Linked DNA regions of Arachis hypogaea: region 2 is linked to region 1. A link is a contact called in public Hi-C data. All regions are on one chromosome and are shown on one strand. Each heading gives the region's core, a stretch centred on a gene start, on an enhancer-like site or on the middle of the called end of the contact. The rest is flanking DNA. Distances are from core to core; before and after follow the strand shown. Region 1 holds the start of LOC112715723 (nascent polypeptide-associated complex subunit alpha-like protein 2). Region 2 holds the start of LOC112715728 (heavy metal-associated isoprenylated plant protein 9).

Evidence for each region. Hi-C and Micro-C count contacts between places; a contact is called where the count stands out from the background.
Region 2: a Hi-C map of leaf shows a contact between it and region 1, with 4 times the contacts expected there. The contact joins the promoter of LOC112715728 here to the promoter of LOC112715723 in region 1. A contact is called at or near these places in 3 of 8 Hi-C or Micro-C datasets (leaf and an unstated tissue).

Annotation. Positions count from the first base shown.
Region 1 is chr10:77,446,849-77,449,436 of arahy.Tifrunner.gnm2.J5K5, reverse strand. LOC112715723 (nascent polypeptide-associated complex subunit alpha-like protein 2) reads right to left here and starts at 1,281. Exons shown (of 4, transcript XM_025767534.3): 1 at 898-1,281; 2 at 665-773; 3 at 1-37. The coding sequence starts at 1,002.
Region 2 is chr10:77,826,884-77,829,471 of arahy.Tifrunner.gnm2.J5K5, reverse strand. LOC112715728 (heavy metal-associated isoprenylated plant protein 9) reads right to left here and starts at 1,314. Exons shown (of 5, transcript XM_025767540.3): 1 at 1,112-1,314; 2 at 617-779; 3 at 329-501; 4 at 113-203. The coding sequence starts at 1,132.

The DNA.
Region 1 (2,588 bases), core at 32-2,531:
TTCTCACTTCTGCTCTGCTTTGAACCCTCGGCACCGCCTGCATCTCAGCCCAAAAAACATAATAATAGATATTTAGGAAAAGGATTAACATTCAACACAAGTGCTTCAATGCATATATGGTGTTGAATTGGAGGCATATAATAATAAGTAGAACACATTCATTGTGTTCTCTATATGTAAGGCCATTAATGTCATAAGTAATTTCGCGACCAAGTAATAGAAAATAATGTAACTCAAGATCAGTTAGCTTTACTAAAAGACATAGAGAAGAATCATAACACAAATAACAGGTACAGAGAGCAAAATGACACATAATTATTCGAAAGAACCCTACAACAGCAGAGCTCAAAGATTACACAATTCCGACAAAGGCATTCATATAAATGAGTATTGTATAGCAACTTTCAGCTCCAGCAACAATATAATCTAATTCATATATCCAACTAGAGCACGTGAGGTCATGAACGCCAATGAATTCAGAACAACATCATATTAAACTGCTATCAAGCTTCCTTTAGAACTTTATGTGTATACTACGCTAGAAACAAGTGGATCGAAATTCAATAGGATATAAAATAATTAGGGTGAAAATAATTTAAAAAAATAATAGAATAATACGTTAACGATATGGAGATTTAAAACAAATAAACACAAAGAAGAGAACCTTGAGCACCGTCTTCCTTGTCATCATCGTCGTCGTCGTCATCGTCGTCATCATCGGCGTCTTCGTCGTCGTCCTTGACGTCCTCAACAACAGGAGCTTCGTCTTCTTCCTGAGTAGAAAAAAGAAATAGATCACATAAATACATAAGAAACCAATCGAAACAAAACGGAAGAAGAAAAAGAAGAAGAATTGAATCGCATAGACAAAGAGAGAGAAGGCAAAATAGGGAGAACCTGGGGATGAGGCTTTTTCTTGTTGGTAGCGTCATCGACAGGAGGGAGTTGTTGGTCGGCGGTGGTGTCAGCGGCGGGTGCATCAACGACGGGACCTGGAGACATGGCAGCTAGCGGCGGAGCTCAATACAACACTGAGCTGAGAGCTGAGTTTAAGAAATGGATGAAATGGATAGACAGGGGATAACAACGCTTCTGCCTTTTCCTATGCAATCCTCTCCCTCAGTAACAACTACCAAGGGTTTCCAAACTTTATTGGGCCCATATTTGGGCCCATTTTTTTACCACCGTACTCCATCCCTTTATTCTTTCCCTTAAACATTATTGTTCACATATCAGATTAATTACAAAAAAAAAAAAAAATATTTATTTATTTTGGCGTCCAAAAATTTTGGATCAGACATTTAGTTTTTAACTAAAATTAATTATTCGATTGATTCATAACAATTAATTCCGTTAGTCACTTAAGTCTTTTGTTCCGTCAAATCTAACGGAGGACAAAATAATCTCTAACAACTCTAACAGGGGACAAAATGGTCCCTGATCCCGCTCTGTTCGAAAACAATACTGTTCTCCTCAAATTTTCATCATATCTCGCATAATTTTAACAGTCTAATACTGCAGCTTCAAGCTACATATTGCACCCTCTGCAATTTCAATGCTCACAAGAAGAAAAATTCTCAACTTATTCTTAACCAATTCATACTCAGGAAACTAATGACTATGTCTCTAAGTACTTCTCGTCTTCGATGGATCCTATGAATCTAGATAGCAAGTCCAATTTGTTAAAACCCGTCGTCATCGTCGCCATATCCCTCCTCCTCTGTCCTATCATCACCATGACCACATTGTCCACCACTCCGATCACTTCCTTCAGCTTCTTCTCTGAACCAATGTTCAGTAATCGCTTCAGTTTTCATATGAGCGGTGATAGCAACATTGCTCGTTGTACTGATAGGTTGGATGCGAGGTCAAAGCTGTATCCCATCATAGACTTTAGGAGAGAAGGAATGAATCACTCGGGGGCCATTTTAAATGAGAATTTGCATATGATGTCGAAGGAGAATCTTCTCACGATGTCCTAATATCCAACAATCTATATGATTTCTCGAAAGTGGAGAAAGGTATGCCTTTGTGGTAGTTGTGAAACTTGGTCTTGAGGATGTGATGGACGTTGTCAAGGCTGGAGGTGATACTGTTATCGAGGACGTGGAGGTGGATGGTTCTAGTAGGTGAAGGGCAGAGGAGGTGGGTGGTGTACCAGTCACAGAGATTTGGAAAGTTAGTGATCCATGAGATGTTGAGGTAGGTGCGATGATGCGTGAGCATCTTTCCTATCTTTTTCTAGTGAATTTGTATCTAATTTGTTGAGTTTAATCAAGAAATAATTATATTTTAGCCATTATGGATGCTATTTTGAGTTTTGTGCAATACTATTTATTTTAGGTAGCATTCGGCTGGATTTGATGAAGTTTCAGCAGCACAAGAACAAAAGAAGATGGCAGCGAGGAGCGACGCGTACGCATGCGAGTGATTTGGAGATATACATGGTGACGCATGCGCGTGACTGACGCGTACGCGTGATTTGAAGATTTGCTCAACGACGCGTACGCGTGACTGATGAGCGGATAATTTATACGCTTTTTGGCATTGTTTTTAGGTAGGTTTTAGTAGGATCTAGCTACTTTTAG
Region 2 (2,588 bases), core at 65-2,564, 380 kb before region 1:
TTAATTTCTTTTCCTTCCTATCTATCCGTCCTTTCTCAGTTACAACTTACAAGTATTACAAAAAAGATATCCCACACATTGAAATGAAGAGGCACACACATAATTGGTATACCTTTCATTTTGAGTATCTTTTTCTTGAGTTGCTCAGCACAGGCCTCACAGTGCATGTTCACGTTAAGTTCCACAGAAACTGGAGCACTAACCTGAAACGGCAACCAGTTACAAATTATTAATTTATTGACATAAAAGTTTGGTATATCCTCGAAGCAATGTATCAAATTTTTATGACAGATAAAGAGAATAGACGGACTAACAAATAACAATTTACCTGAGAAGTAACAACTTCTGGTGCTGCCTCTCCTTCTGCTAGAGGCAATGGAGATATAACATTGGCTCTTCTCTTTGCTTTCTTAGTAATTATGTTGCAAATTGCTTGAGGCTCCACTATTCCCTTTATGGTCACTTCATTTTTAGCCATATCAATCACCACTCCCTCAATACCTATTAGAAGATAAACACATGAAAACCATGAGGAGTGGACAAGCATATGCATGGTATGTATGTATCTGGAATCAAATGCAAAGAGAAAGGGTGACAGAAAGATGAGATAACTAACCTTTCATTTTCATAACGTATCTCTCAATCTTCTTGACACATCCCATACAATGCAAGTCCACAAACAATACACATGGAGATGGTGGTTTCGCCTCTTGCTTCTCTTCTTTCTTCTCCTCTGCTGGCTTTTCCTTTGGCTTAGACTCACCCTTAGGTGGTTGTTCCTACCCAAGGCCAAAGAAAGAGAGAATAAAAACCAGTTAATCTATTAAAAAAAAAAAAATACATGCTATTTTTATACCAAAAATCAGCTACTAAATCAACTATCATATAAAATAAATGTTGAAATACAAAAGCATTTAGAAATAAATACCTATTGATTAATTTGATGGCTAAAACGACAAATAAGCAGTATATATAAACGTAATTGGCTTGATTTTTTATCCACCTAGAGAAGTATATATAAACAAAAAGCACAATTCTTTTTGTATTTGATTTATGTTTTCAAGATTCAAACATAGCCTAAGAAACCAGAATGGCAAGAAAGAAGGCTAACCTGTTTTCCTTCCTCACTCATTTGCTTTATCAATGGGAAATGGGAAATGAAATTGCAGTTCTGAGGGGCCTAAAAATAAAAGAGATGAAGAGGGCTAACAGCTACAAAGAAGAAGATTTATATTACAAGGAAGGGGTAGGAGTATGTTAGATGGTATAAAGCTAAACTAAGTTATTCAAAGCACGTGTAGCTGCACAAAGAACAAATTGTAATGTAAAGAGAAGAGTCGTATTTATAGAAATAGAGAGGGAGGTTAATATAATGGTAAATCAATAAAGCTTTGGAAATGATAATACTCTTTGTTACCCACCGACTGGTAGATTTTTCATGACAAAGTTGTGAAGTGTCACTTTGTCAGACATGCATGGCATGTGTGTATGTGTGGCACCCCTTTAGGACAACCTGGAAAAGCTTTGTTTTGTGTATTACCTTACTACTATCTAGATATAGATCTTTAGCATGAGTACCTACTCTGAATCTTATGATAATTTTAATTAATATAAATTTTAACTAATATAGATAAGTGTGTGTGTGACGTCTCATTTTATATCATATGTCGAACAAATTTAAAATTTGATTAGTATTAAAATAGTATCACATTAATTTGATGGAACAGAAGTGTAAGTTGGTTTAGTGTATAATATAAGATACATGTATAGTTACTCTTTGATATTGGCATTTTTTCAGATCCACAAAAATAGGTATAGAATTATTAAACTGATAAGCAAATGATAACCTGCCACTTAGGCTAAAAAAATTAAAGATGTACCGTGTGCATTCCATGTCATAAAAACACTTTTAAATTCGAAGTTGGATCAGGTTATGCTGCAGTTAGCAGGGGGTGACAACTAATAAGCCTTGAAGTGAGGACCTAGGGTGAATCCAATAAGAGAATTGTAACTTATTTCTTTTGAAGCATGTAATTTTGATTAATCTAATATTTGCTGGGAATCTTTCTCTGAGAAGTGAGAACAAACAGGATAAGGGTAACCTTTCAAAACTGTTGGCTCACCGCTCACGAGTTAGAACCCTCTGGGAAAAAAAAATATTCCCGCCAAATTTGTTCTTTCTCTTGTTTATTCCACCAGATTTTCAAATTTAAGAAGCATTTAAGTTATTCATGACTCGAATTTTAATAATAAGATGAATTCCTCTAATCAAATGAAAATGAGTGCACATGAAATTGCCAATACATTTTAGTTTTTATTCTACTCAAAGCTTAAACTTCTTGTAACATGTGACCAATCAAAGATATTCGGTTGCTGTCTATAAATGGTAACATTAGATTTATACATGAAAAAATGGGTTTAATTTCTATGAAATGCTAAAATATATATATAATCTCCGCGGCAATATTTAGTAGTTATGATTTCATTGCAAATTGAAATTAAATTTGATCATAAACAAATGAAATGAGTGAAATGTTATGACTGATGATATATTATGATACTTTGAAAATGAGATTAACTGTTTAAGT